2 separate regions of the Sus scrofa genome follow, and region 2 is linked to region 1. The links are chromatin contacts, called in public Hi-C maps. All regions are on one chromosome and are shown on one strand. The core of a region is the stretch at or near the end of the contact, and the rest is flanking DNA. Distances in the headings are between cores, read along the strand shown. Region 1 overlaps ARHGAP28 (rho GTPase-activating protein 28). Region 2 overlaps ARHGAP28 (rho GTPase-activating protein 28).

The links. Hi-C and Micro-C count contacts between places; a contact is called where the count stands out from the background.
Region 2: a Hi-C map of embryonic fibroblasts shows a contact between it and region 1, with 2.0 times the contacts expected there. The contact joins two enhancer-like sites. A contact is called at or near these places in 5 of 47 Hi-C or Micro-C datasets (alveolar macrophages, embryonic fibroblasts, fetal skeletal muscle and 2 more) and 1 of 2 datasets of contacts at active chromatin or transcription factors (skeletal muscle).

The regions. Positions count from the first base shown.
Region 1 is chr6:100,513,148-100,520,516 of Sscrofa11.1, reverse strand. ARHGAP28 (rho GTPase-activating protein 28) reads left to right here. Exons shown (of 20, transcript XM_021096082.1): 14 at 5,076-5,158. Among named protein-coding and RNA genes, the nearest start is that of ARHGAP28, 160 kb to the left of the region's middle. Within about 2 kb of position 4,281, at least 5 of the 83 cell types and tissues checked have an H3K27ac peak or open chromatin away from gene starts, as enhancers often do. A contact at or near this core is called in embryonic fibroblasts, where this site is marked.
Region 2 is chr6:100,644,971-100,652,339 of Sscrofa11.1, reverse strand. The region is part of intron 1 of ARHGAP28 (rho GTPase-activating protein 28); the gene reads left to right. Among named protein-coding and RNA genes, the nearest start is that of ARHGAP28, 32 kb to the left of the region's middle. Within about 2 kb of position 4,724, at least 17 of the 83 cell types and tissues checked have an H3K27ac peak or open chromatin away from gene starts, as enhancers often do. A contact at or near this core is called in embryonic fibroblasts, where this site is marked.

The DNA of each region.
Region 1 (7,369 bases), core at 3,032-5,531:
GACAGACCAAGGCTCTTGAAATGCAAATTCCTGCTCAACCATCTGTTACCCATGCAGTCACCCTTTCTGAGCTTCATTGCTGCACCTGTAAATTACAGATAATAACTGCTTGTCAGGGTCGTTGTGGGTATTGAATGAAGACATCTAGGATACTGTCTGGTATAGAATAGTCCTTCAAAAATTCTAAGATTTCTCCCATCCTTAAATCCGAGGTCCTGGGTCTGATAATGTAGCATGCAATAAGTGCTGCACAGAAGGTGTTTTGTCTTTGAAAATTGCAGTATGGAATAGTGTTTCTGAAAGTTACAAAGTCACATAGATGAGGCTTTAGGGGGGTCCTTGAATAAAAGCATAGAAACTGGACAGTGTATGTTGAATTTGGCAGTCAAGGAATAATTTGGCATGGCCTCAGCCTAAAGATTGAATATTGTAGAAGGTGTGACAAGAGAAATTTAGCAAAGTAGAATGGAGTACTCACCTGAGGAATGCAGGCATCACAAGCCTAAATATGTATAAGCACATTAAGTAATGGGTGGTTCTGTATGGACAGAAAAGGGACTGTGGCCAGACTAGGAGGCTGTATCTCGTATGAAGAGGCTGGCCACTGCTCAGCTGTAGGTGATGGTACCATGCAGAATGGGAGCCAAATCCAAGCTTTAGTGCAAAAGCTCTTAATTTGAAAATATCAGCCAGAAGTTCAAATTTGAAAACACTATATGAGCCTAATAGGCGTTATCTGTATCTGCCAGTTTGCACTCTTCTGCAGGTTGACCAGAACTATTGAATCTTTAAAACCACAATGAAAGAAAATAATAGTCAGATTCTAAGTTGTATGTCAGAATTGGTCCTAAAAATTAGTAGGTTCTAGATCTTTGAAATTTTTACTGAACAAGATCCGTAAAATAACCATATGTGTCTTCAGAGAAGAGAATATAAGACAGAGTCCTTATCTAAGTTTTAACTGACATGCTGTGACCTGTATCTCTTTTCTTTTTAATATGTACTATACCACAGGAGCGGCCCTAGAAAAGGCAAAAGACAAAAAATAAAATAATAATAATAATAATATGTACTATAATATGTTTAAGAGAAACAATGAATTATTTTCATTCTTTTTTTTATTTCAGATATTGTATATTTGCAGTTACAGAATGTCCAGTTGCTACTGTTAAACTATTTTTTATTTACCTGCTGCGATTGCATTATCTTTTCATTTTTTTCTTTTTTTTTTTTTTGCCTGGGCGGAGCACACCTACAGCATATGGAGGTTCCCAGGCTAGGGGTCGAATCGGTGCTACAGCTGACGGGCTACGCCACAGCAATGTGGGATCCAAGCTGCATCTGCAACCTACACCACAGCTCACAGCAACACCGGATCCTGAAGCCACTGACCAAGGCAAGGGATCGAACCTGCGTCCTCATGCATACTGGTCAGGTTCATTACTGCTGAGCCACAACGGTAACTCCCGTCATTCAATATAAGCATATTTTCCCTTCCATCATTGGGCACAGTTATGATAGCTGCTTCAGCATCCTTGTCTGCTAGTTGCAACATTTGAGTCATCTGAGGCTTGGTCTCTATTGATTGTCACTGTTTATGTCAAAGTAAGTTTAAGCTGAATCCAAAACATTGTGAATATTTTGGAGACTCTGCATTCTGTGATATTTCTCCAAAGAGTAGGGTTTTTTGCTTGGTTTGTTTGGGTTTTTTTGTATTGAAGCAGATAATTTGCTGTTCACTCCTTACCTGTGGTACTCCACAGAGGCATAGTTTATGGGGTGGGCCAAGATTTGGGTGGATTTTATACTAGATTTAGGGCCTTCTATTTCTTGACCTTTCTTTTCCAGGACTCCCCATAAATTCCCAATGACTGTGGTCATCCTGACCCCTGTCTGGTAGTTGTCCAGGCAAGAAAAACTATGGTTTTCTTTTGGAATTTTTGGCACCTCGTGTAGCACCATCTATGGCATGACCACAAATTAAAAGCCAGAAACAGGAGTTCCCGTCATGGCTCAGTGGTTAATGAATCTGACTAGGAACCGTAAGGTTGCAGGTTCGATCCCTGGCCTTGCGCAGCGGGTTAAGGATCCAGCGTTGCCGTGAGCTGTGGTGTAGGTCACAGACGAGGCTCGGATCCCACGTTGCTGTAGCTGCGGCGTAGGCTGGCGGCTATAGCTCCGATTCGACCCCTAGCCTTGGAACCTCCATATGCCGCGGGAGCGGCCCAAGAAATGGCAAAAAGACAAAAAAAAAAAAAAAAAAAAAAAAAGCGAAACTCTCCCTGTGCCATTCCCTAATTCCAAGTGTCCAATCCTCTCCTAAATCTGCCTGCTTTTGTTCATTCGCCAGTGCTTCAGGTGGTTGTCCTTTGAACTTTGTCCAGAGTTTATCGTGGTCTTAAAGAGGATTGATTGGGGAGGAGCTTCCTCAGCCATATTAGAAGAAGAACGTCCTGCCTTTGTTTATAAAGTCAAAAGAACATAGCATCTTCTGTGAAGTTTCCTCTTCTAGAAAATGGGCTGTAGAAATTACCTTGATGTGCTCAACAACTCATCAAAACAAGTTGATGCCACAGAAGATGTTTTTTGTTTTTGTTTCTCTTTTTTCTTTTGCTCTTATGGAATTATACAAGGAGAAGTCAAATCTCCCATGAAAGACCTATTCAGAAAATCCTATTCAAGAAGAAGACCATATTTAAATTAGTTTTTCTTAATATCATTATCCAGAGATTGAAGCCGGTATACTTCAATGAGAAGAGAAAATCTGGAATATATCCTGAAAAGGTTCATAGGAGAGTCCACATCCACATTTCTTTCTTTCTTTTTTTTTTTTTTTTTTGCCTTTTCTAGGGCCGCTCCTGCGGCAAATGGAGGTTCCTAGGCTAGGGGGTGTAATCAGAGCTGTAGCCACCAGCCTACACCAGAGCCACAGCAACTCGGGATCCGAGCCACGTCTGCAACCTACACCACAGCTCACAGCAACACTGGATCCTTAACCCACTGAGTGAGGCAAGGGATCGAACCCACCACTTCATGGTTCCTAGTCGGATTTGTTAACCACTGTGCCACGACGGGGACTCCCCACATTTCTTTTATGACTTTGAAAGTGAAAAAATACTATATTGCAGCGATTGATTTCATCCCAGCCAACCCCACAGGAAGCCCAAAGTTCTGGGCTCCTACCAGCGGGGAAGATGGCCTTTTTTTGCCACCTGGAGTGAGCTCTCCTTGGAACAAGATTTTCTGAAAGGAAGAACCATGCACATGTGTGTGTTTAAGCTGCCCCTATTTTTACTCTGAAACAGAGTTCAGGAATGTAGAGTCTTTTCCAGTGGTATAATTACTTTCTCTTTTCAAACATGGTCCAAAAAGTGCTCATAAAATTAAAAGACTAAGAGTTCATCAATCAAACCTGAGGTACTTTCATGAGAAGTTTAATAACTTTCTGGGAAAATAATGACCGCAGGGGGAATAAAAAAGACTCTTAACTAGGATGCAGTAAATGAATTAACTGCAAAACTATTAACCACAAAACAGTGTAAAGCTAGGTTTCCTAAATAAAATGAAAATGGATTATTTGCCAGTTTAGATTTTTTGTCTTAAGGGAAATTTCACAGTTGATCTGAAATTAATGCAAGTACAGAGCCTGCCTCTGCATCTATTGTTCCCCCCAGAGGCTTTTTGGGGGCACCATTGAAAAATTATAGACAGCCCTTAGTCTGCGATTTATGCATTAAAATAATGTCTCATGTCTCCCCACATGCTTTGTACTGAGCTATGCTTCTGATAGCGCCTGTTAATCAGGCAAACTCACGTCAGCATGCATTAGCCATTTTCAAAAACATCCTGGACCTGTGTCATTTTTGTTTACAAATTTGACATAAATGTTTAGAAATCCACTTGGGGATTGTGCTGAAAGTATACAATGTGAGCCTATAAATACTCCTCCCAGATGTTCCTTCATTACGTGGTGACATACGCCAGTCCTTTACGCCTCACTTGAGTGCACGTGACCTCCTGTGACCTAGTCACTTGTCACAGGAGTGTTTCCACTACTGTAACTAAGGAGCTCTATAGGCAGCTGGCTGCCTTGATCCATTGACTGTAAATTGACAGGTTTTCCGTCAACTTGAGACCTCCCCAGAGATTGCGGAACATAACCCCTCCCTCCAGAAACTCCCCACCCTGAGACCATTTTGAAGAGAACACAGAGACCAGGCAAAGCCCCATGCTCAAATATACCCTACATTTTCAGCACAGCTGGTTGTGGATTATCCAGTTGTGGATGGAATTCCTAAGATCCTCTCCCTAAAAGAGGAAGAGCCAGTATTGAGAACACACAGTAGCAGAAGGCCAACCCTCTGGCGCCATCTTCTGTCACTGCCAGGGAATAAACTACTCAAGAATCTCCTTAGCTCTAACTACGGTCACTTTCCCTTGATGTTCATTTTAGATCCAAAATAAGCATCATTGATCATAATAACAAGAGCATACACATAGAGAGGGGACTGTGTACAGGCACTTGTGGAAACACTCTAGACATTAACTCAGTCTTCCTAACAGTCCAGTGAGGTGGGTCTGGTGACTATTCCCATTTTACAGATCATAACATAGAAGCAATGAATGGTTAAATAGCCTGCCCAGGTCACTCAGTGATGAAGTAATAGACGCAGGATTTGAATCTGGTTCTAGAATCTGTGTTCGTAATAATTATGCTGCTGCTTCTTTCTATGGAAGCAAGATTTATTTTCTCCTGAATTGAACTTCATGCTCGCTGTTTGTAGCATAAAAGTAAAACAAGTACTTTGCAAGGAGAAGTGTTATGTAGATCCAGAGCTATTTTGAGGACCTCCTTGGCCACCTGCCTCTACATTGGCATCCTGAGGAGCTCAGGAGGAGTTGACAGACTGAAGCCCTTGTCCAAGTGAATGGATTTATGATGTTGGACATAAAACTTGAGTCTCTCCCACTGGAAGCTGTCAGGGCCCTCCTGTGCCACCAGATGCCAGCAAGAAGGGCTGCCTGGATGCATCAGCATTGTTCAAAATGTGTGGTTATTTCTGTTTTCTTGTTAGGAGGGCCGCACATCAAAGTACAGTTTCAAGCCTTACACCTCATGGTCATGGCGCTGCCTGATGCCAACAGAGACACAGCCCAGGTAAGTGGTCTGGACCTGAGAGTCTGTCATCAACGCTTATGGGTCAGAGGAAGGGGCTCCAATGGCACAATGACAACTGAGATGACAGCTTATCAACCTGCTGAGCATGCAGCCAACCTGTTGCCTTTCCGTGTTCCCACTGCTGTTCTCCTAGGATGCCAGGAAAGAAGATACAACCTGAATCTTCTTTAAACTTTTCTGTTTCATTCGCTCCATCTATTAGAGATTTTGATCATCTACCACATGCCAGGCACGGGGCTCAGGTTAAGAGTAGGAGGAAAAAAAGCAAAGACGGAGGACCTAAGCAGAATAACGTCAGGAGTAAATGAGACCGCTGTGGAAATTATAGAATATAAGGTTGTTGGTCCTCAGCTGCCCCCTTCAGTCCAGTGGCAAAAGATCTCACAAGTGTCCTTGGGAAGGAAATGTGAAACCCCTGATTTAAATGAAATTTCTAGACTGCTCATGTCTTACCCTTTATGAAGATAATTTAGTTTAAAGAATTATGGCTTCTCAGAATTTGAGATCTCCTCATGGGATCTTCTTATGTTCCAGATGAAGAAAATTAAGCTCAGAAAAGCGATTTCTCCATGAATATATGATAGGACATTTGATGGAATTAGAGCCCATAGTACTCCATTCCTCACTCCTTCCTTTTATTTCACATTCATTTCTTTGCTTTATGTTTATAAAAATCAAAGTTTCCATTTGCAGTTTTGATAATGATTCTGTATACAATAGAAAATCTGTTCTAAGGGCAGTGGATGCTTGGAAACTTCCAAATGAAATCAAGGTGAGAATGAGTTGGAAAGAATCCATAATTTTGAGACCCATAAACCTGCCAAAAACAAAGATGCTTCTTAAAGTCACCCCCTTGTGAGACATTTCAGTTTGGTGAGGACCTCTCCTCCCATACACAGAAACCATCTGTGTCAGTCATTATATTCTCTGTCCAAGGATGGAGATTGGCTAAGGGATGAGAATGTCTGTTTCTAATACTATTTGGTAACTTTCAAAAAGCTAGAAATTTATTAGCTTTGTTTCTTTGGCTTTGTCCAAACAATGTCTTTTAATCCACTTAAAAAAAAAAAAAAAGAATTCAGTGTGTCAGGGGTCAAGATGTCATCTCCCCTTTCACATAACTGAGGATGTAGCATTATCAAAAAATTTGGTACCTTGCTAATAGAAGATCTTCTGTCTCTCTCACTCTGTCCCATCCTTAATTGTGACTGGAATGAAAAATCAAACCTAGTGTTCTGTAAAGATCAAGATTTCTGGCCCAAGAGTCAGGCTTTCTTGGATCCGGTCCTGGCTCTGACATAACTGGTGCTAGTCAAAGTTACTCAGTCCCTCTCCACTTTGGTTTCCTCATCTATAAAACAATATCAGTAATAGTACCTACCTCATAGGGTTTGGAAGGATGTTAAAATGAGTGCATGTATTTATGTAAAGTAGTAAGAATAATACCTAGCTCACAATAAACCTTGAAATAAATGTGAGGTGTTGCTACTAGTATGTGCTATTTTCTCATTACAGATACTGTAGCAGAATTCAAACTTGGGAAACCAAAGAGCATTGCTTTTTAGGATTTCAGTCCTCTTGGTGAATTTCAGGAAGTTCTGACAAGCCTTTATACTTTAAAGGCCCAGCCAAATTTTATTAAGCTTTCCCAGTTTTTTTTTAATGCTGAGCACAGCTGCATGTAATCATTTCCCTTTGGTCTGCTGAAGATTCCAGAATTGAAGTGCAGTAGCAAAATAACACCCAGAAAGTAAAAGTTTTCAACTTTTCAATTGAGATTACTTTTGGACTGAGGCATGAGATACTCATATTTTTGTGGCTTTTCTTTCATTTCTTTCTATCCATTTTACTTTAAAACTTTTTCTTGAGATATCATTGACACATAACAAATTAGTTTCAAGTATACAACATAGTGTTTTGATAGTTGTATACATTGCAAAATGATCTCCATAATAAGTCTGATTTCCTTTCATCACCATTACAAAAGTTTTTCTTTGATGAGAATTTTTAAGATTTACTTCCTTAGCAACTTTCAAATATGCAGTAGAATAACATTGCCTATAGTCCTCATGCTGTGTATTATATCCCCATGACTTATTTGTCTTATAACTTACTTATTTTAAAACTCATGTTTTTTAAAATGGGTTTTCCTTTCCCAAGGAAACAAAAAGTAGATTTTAACAGTAATAT
Region 2 (7,369 bases), core at 3,475-5,974, 130 kb before region 1:
TAACAATTGTGGATGTAAAGAGGAGTAAAACATTTTGGTACGTATTTTCCAAACTTACTCCTGCAGGAAAGAGGCTCAGGAGTATAAGAATTTGTTGGGAGGAGGGAAATCAATTCCTTATCTCACAGACATTCTATATTTACATTCTATTGTAAAGATAAGCGAGAATAAAGGGTTATAAATTCTCTGTTCTGCTAAAACAAATGGTTGGAATTGTCTTTAAAATTGTGTGATTTTTAGAGAGGTTCAGCTCCTAGATCCTTACTCAGAATCCAGGGTGAAACACATGTTAACATGTGTTCCAAATTATTTCACTTGCCAAATGAAAGGTAGCCAAAGATAAAGCCGGCTACCTTGTTTTACAAAGATTTCCAAAGTTATGTAAGGTAAGTTATACAGCCATTTTGGCGCAGGTATAGTATAAAATGGCCATGAGTATTTCCGATGTTGATCTCCATACACCATAAACTCCCAGAGAGAGGACAAAAATAGAGGAAGAAAAGAGCCAACTGTTCCTTAGAAACAAATATAGAAGCTCGCCAAGGTTAACCTAGGAATTATAATTCTGCAGCAGTGTTAAAACTTTTGTCAAGAGCGTATTGTTTCCTAATAGCACAGCTATTCATTGAGATGGGAATGATTTGATTAAAATGGAATTAGGGATGAATAGAAAGTAACTCTTTGTGGAAAAGATTAAAGTTAGCAACTTTTAGTGACGTAGTTATTGGTATGTTCCTGGATTGACATCAATTCATTAAAAAGACATTTATTTCAAGGTGCCAGCTCTTGTTCAGTTATGCATTAATGTAGGTCTATATGAGCATATAGACATATACACAGGTACACCAAATTCTGGGCATAGTAGGTATACTTTCTTAGAGGATTCAGAAAGAATAATGAAAGTGGATTCTTAAGGAAGAATAAGGTCATTCTTTATGTGATAGTTGAAACCAGAGTTGGTGTCTCTGGTTTCTTTTCACAGTGGGGACTCTGCTGACTGTAGGTACCTCCATGTGTAGAGCTGTTGGAAACATCTGGCACATTTCCTTTGATCGTGCCATTTGGCTAAACGTTTGGACAGTTGCTCTGTCCATTTTTAAGCTGTTCCTTTCTCCCTGATCTTTATTCCTTAATGTATCCAAAAAAATTCAGGGAACTTCAGCTGTTGTAGAACCATTTTCATGTGGATGAAGGTGGGAGCTTTTCCTTAACTTTTTATTTTGATGCAATTTTCGACAGAACCAGAAACCTTGCAGAAGTAGTGCAGAACGTTCCCAGGTAACCTTCTGTAGTTTCTCCTAATGTTAACACCTTGCAGAACTGTGTTCTATTATCAAAACCAAAAAATTAATTCAGCTACAGTACTGTTAACTATAACTATAGACTCTATTCTGATTTCAACAGTTCTTCCACTAGAATTGGAAATTTCTGTTGTAGGACTGAATCAGGAATTCCATGTGGAATTTAGTCATCACTCCCAAACTTCCTATGATCCATGACAGTCTGTTGTCTTTTGTGACCTTGACACTTTTGGCTTACCAACTCCTTGTTTTGTAGGAAGTCCTTCAGTTTGGATTGGGCTGATGTCTTCTCATAATTGGATTGAAGTGATGCATTTTGGGTGAGAATTCTAAAGAATGATGTCAGTCAGTGCCTGCCATGTTTTCCTGCTGAAAGTTACTTCTCCCCCCGCCCCCCCATAATTAATAAATATCTTGGGAGAGACATTTTTTTGACTCTGCTAACAATCTGTTTCTCCTCAAACTTTCCTCCTCTGATTTTAGCATCCCATCCATCTATGGATCTTGCCAGTAACATTTATTACAGTGATGTTCTAATAGTGATTTTCTATTTTCTCATTCCTTACATGTTTGGTTTATTTTACATACTATAAAACCCACATTCAGTATTCTCTCTAATTTTATTACTTGTATCTTTTCCTCCTTGAAAAGTGTCAACCAAATATAATGTAACCTACTGTTCTTTTCACAGTTTTGTCACAAAGTACAATAAAGTGGTTTTGTTTTTTCCGGTCTGAGTTTATGAAACTTATAAAGATAAATTCCCTAATTTTCCAAGTCCATGATTTTTTAGAAGCAAAATTTTATTACAGGCTTCATAGAAAAATAATCAGAAAATTGCTAAATCAAATACTGTGTTCAGAGGTGGTGATTATTAGATCCTACTTTGCCTGGAGCTTGTTACTGAGGCTCTTTTTCTGTTTTCTTAGAACTACGATTGCATCTGATGGGAACCATTTTCCCCTTACTAGTGTTCCTGAAATGTTACTGGAGCATTTTGCAAATGTATCATCACTAAAGCAAACATTCTACTTTGTATATAATCAACATTTCTTCTCATTCCATCCTTAAACTAAACTATTTCACTTTTGAGGTCATCTCCATTTTCTTTTCTCAATCTGTAGTCTCTAGATATCAGTTCTTGCAAAAAATAGAAGTAAAATGTTATACAGCGAAGTAAAGGAAGGGAATAAAATATTTCTCAGAAGAAAATTTTGGAAATAAAGTTTATGCATTTAAATGATAAATTTTGTTTTTAAGCCTCTTAAATATCTTCATTTTTATTTTTATTTTTTTTGGCTGCACCTGTGGCATATGGAAGTACCAGGGTCAGGGATCGAATCTCACCCACAGCTATGACCTACACTGCAGCTACAGCAACGCCAGATCCTTAACCCACTGTGCTGGCCAGAAAGTAAGATCCAAGCAGTGAGTTATAGGTAATCTTCCTAAGGCTCTTTTTAGGCAGAAAGAAGGGAGGGCAGTTTTTAATTCTTTTTTTTTTTTTTTTTTAGTTTTTAATTCTTGAACCCTTAAGTTCCTGTTCTTAGAATTTTTCATTTTATTTTATTAATTGCTTTCTTTAACTACTAAGGTAGATGTCTGTAGCTAAACACACATCTTTCACTTCGTTTCTTCCATGTGATTTGTGATATAACAGTTCCTTTTTTTTTTTTTTTGCTTTTTAGGGCTGCTCCTGTAGTGTATGGAAGGTTCCCAGGCTAGGGATCCAGTTGGAGCTGCAGCTGCCAGCCACAGCCACAGCCACAGCCACACAGGATCCAAGCCATGACTGCGATCTACACCACAGCTTATGGCAACACTGGATCCTTAACCCAGTGAGTGAGACCAGGAATTGAACCCGCAACTTCATGGTTCCTGGTCGTATTCGTTTCCACTGCGCCATAATGGGAACTCCAGTATAACAGTTCTTAATGCAGGTTAAGCTATGCCCTGTGAGAATTAATGGGGTTTTCCTCTTTTCTCTCCAAATATTTAATTGAGTTTTCACCTTATCTTGATTTTGAGGCCAACTAAGGGACAAGCCAGTCCTGGACCATGCCCATGTGAAGAGCAGTTCTGTTCTACACGTGGCTTAGAAATTTAGGATAAGTTGAGCGAGGTGGTGCAATGCAGTCCAGACTTCAAGCCTTCCCTGGTCTCCCATAAACCTGAGCCTGGTCCCTACTTATCAGTGATCTTGTACCCACAGGAAATGCTGAACCTAAGTTGGGCTTCAAGGATTTCTGATTAGAAATAAATCCAGGGCCTGTTGTAGTCTGAACTTGAATCTTCTGGAGAAGTCAGAATCAGAGTGGCCTCCAGGGCGTGGGCACTTGTGTTCATCTTCCAAGGCATTCATTTTGATAAACTTTGGTTTTAGAATACCGCAACTACAGAGACGAGACAGTCATTTTAGTTATATATAAACAGTGTGGTTGGGGCTTCTCTGCTAACTGCCATGTCTTTAAAAGTCTTCTCTAACTATTCTTAATCAACCAGGTTGTCCAGAGTGTATTACTAATAGGAACTAAGCATCTTGAAACACCAGTAATAAGTAAGGACTAATCTCTGTGGTACAGCTGGGAAGCAAAGTATAGGACTTCTCTTGTGGTGCAATGGGTTAAGGATCTGGTGTCACTGCAGTGGCTGGGGTTGCTACTGTGGCTCAGGTTCCATTGATGACCAGGGAACTGCTGCATGCTATGGGCATGGCCAAAGAAAGAAAGAAAGAAAGAAAGAGAAAGAAAGAAAGAAAGAAAGTGTCTTGCTGAAGACCCCATAAAGAATGACCAGCTTGCTGAGCCAGGCTCTGAATTTGTTCTGCTGGCACCTGGTCACTTGCTTCCATTACCTCCGAGCCCTCTCAGGCCACAGCATGGACTAGTGTGTTCTGGAACAACAGCAAGGAGAACATGGAGGAAGGGAAAACTAGCTCCTTGATGGGAGAACATTAAGGGTCTAGAACTGGAGAAAAGGTAGGGACTGTTATGAGCATGACATTTCCTTTGCTTCCTTTCAAATACTCTTCCAGCTCCCCATGCACGTTATCTCACCAAACGTAACTTGGAGAGTCTCGGAAACACACTTGCTGTGACTTTTCATTGGCATCTTAAAGAAAAACATTTCTGACCTCAATAGAGTAAGCAATTAAATGGGAAAAGAGCTGACTGTAAGTTTCCGCAGATTCTGTTTTGCAAAAAACAGAGGCTGCCTGGCCCCCGTGATTTTTAGCATACCACAACTTAACTTCTTTCCTCCTCCCTTATAAACTCAGTGATTACAAGGTCGACTTGGCAACTGTTTTTTGTAAAATCAAAATTGTGCTTAGTTGCAGAAAGTTCCACTCCCGAGGACTCCCACCTCTTTAGTTGCTGGGAGCGTGTAATTGGAAAAAGCAGGCCATGCTCTGCCTGTTTAGAGCTGTGTCATCCTTTGCGGGGCAGTGAGTCAACACCAGCTAAAACAACATGAGTCATTGCTTAGAAGAAGCCCAAGGGAAGCTGATTTCAATTATACCAATCCTAAACAAACATGATACTTCTCTTTTCCAGACGCTAAAATAGTTCTTAATGTAGGAGGTAAAAAAATTAGCACCAATTCTCTTTAGAGTTCATGGAAGTACTTGGCTACTCAGAGGACTTTCTAATGTGTCTTAAGAAGGAATTGTCTTCAGTTAATCAAATATTACCCTGATTTATTCTCTCTTCTGTCTCTTCCATTCCCACTCTGCTCATACCCAATTCAGATCATTACTCTTTTAATCTGATTTCAGAACTATTGAATTCAAATTCATAAAATAAAAAATGTGATTTTATAACTGTTTGCTTATTCTGCTCCAGGATCCCCCTGTGTGTTTATTTCTCTAGCGTCTAAAAGATGGTTTTAAGGGCCACCATGACTTGGGGGATGAGAAGTGATTTGGAAGGCCAATGCCATTGTTCAAGTGAAGATGCTGAGAGCCTAGACTAGGATGGTTCCAATATGGATGGAGGAGAGTAATGGAGTCTATGGGGAAAACAAGCAATGAAGTGGGTATGATTTGGTGATTAAATGAATACTGGAGATCAGGAAAAAAATCTTGGGTTTTTGTCTTGGAGTGTTATTAACTTAAATTGGGAATTCTGATAGACGAGCATATTGTGGATGGGGGAAGTTTAGCCTATGAAATGTTGAGCTCAGTGTATATGCCCAGCTGATAGTTGGCTGAACATCTTGGAAGCTTGGGAGGGATCTCAAGGCTGAAATATATCTATGCTGTTTATTCCTGGGAGACTTAAGTATCTGAGAGATAGTTAAGACTGGGACTGGTTGAGATGTGGCAGGAAAGAATAGAGTCTCTACAGAGATAGCAAAGATGGAAACCCAGGGAGCAGTGCCAGTGAGGGAGCGGCAGAGTTTGGGAGCCTCTGATAAAGCTAAGAGGGACAGGAGCATTCTGGAAGCCAAAGCCTTGGGCTCGGAAGGAGTGGACAGCCATAGCAAGGAAGCTAAATGACCAGTAAGGTCAAGACTAAAAGTCGTCCACTGGATTCGTAGTGTGGATAACACTAAGATCTTAGCTGGCTTGGGTTTAATGGAGGGAAGAAAGGTAAGCTGGTCTGTTGTAGGTTGAAGAGTAAATTTGAGGTAAAGAAACAGAGGGAGCAAGTTGAACCCTTTGTAAAAGCTTAGCTTATGGGAAGGTCAAGAGAGAGAAAGGCACAGTGAAGGGAAGAGCTTTTAAAACTTAGCAAAAAGAACTGAAAATTGGCTAAAAGTGAAGAAAGAAACCTAGCATTTCTAAAAGACGAGACACATTTAGTCTCCTACTTATAATTCTGTGCTAGCATTTTTGCATATAGGATGAACGTTTGTCACCGGCCCTACAATAGTTTGTCAGCACTTCTGGGCCAGGAGCATTGTCTGTTTTCTTCATTGCTGAACCCTTAACTGCCCCCCACCCCCTCCATTAAAGGGCCTGGCACTCAGTAATGTCTTAACAAATGATGGCTGAGTAAACATAGTGAAATGGAAATGGACCTCTCCTTGGGTTAAGAAGCTATTAGGGAAGTCTTCCAAAATCTGAGCATCACTTCCTTTGTGAAGTCTTCCCTGACTGCCTCCTCCTGAAGCAGATTGGTCCCCTCCACCTTTATACCTTCTCTACCTCATACCTTCCCCTAGTATTGCTAGTGTGGCACTTGTCCCACTACCTACTAGTGTTACTTACATAGCTGACCTTTCTAACAAGGAAGAGTTTGTTGATGTCCAGGACCATATCTTAGTCATCTCAGTGTCCCTGGCCTAACTCAGTGCCAGGTACATACATGTTTATTGAAATAATAGTAAATTAATTATTAAAAAATAATAATTCATTAAATAATAGTAAAGGTAATATTCCCATCAAATACAGGATGCTATTTTCATAATTTTGCTGTTATTTTTTGACCCTAGAAATATTAGAAATCTTGAATTGAGGTTGTGTTGGGGAATACACTGTTGTGACCTTACATACTATCTGCTTTCCCAGAATCTACTAAGTTAGCCTTTAGTCATAGGATAACATAAACTCTTGGTAACATGCTATGAAGTAAAGAATAATTAATAAAAATCAAACTGGTAAAGACTATAAATAAACATGCCGTGACACGTAAAACTGAGAGCTGCATGGATAATTAATAGAAAGTAAATATACCCTGCGTTGTTTCAAAGATTAAATTTTGCTTAAGGGTCATTTCACTCATTAAAACAGGGAGAACGTAACTCTAGATTTTTCTAGTAAAAGTGAAATTGAACAACCACCTATTGAGCCTCCTTGTGCCAAATACTTTCTTAGGTTCTGAGCCTGCAAAAAACGGTTAGTAGTCCTTCAGTGAGAATGGAGGGACTGTTAACAGGTGTTCCAGCTACATCTGAAGTTCAGCTCCTTGAGGGCAGAAACCGTGTCTCCCCAGCATTAGCTCACCGGCCCTGAGTGGACGCTCAGGATTTGAATGGTTGAAAGAATGCCTGAGAGAAATAGCATGAGGTGCTTCAGAAAAGTACAGGAGGTGTAACGGACGCTTGGGGCTTAAACTGGTGAGAGT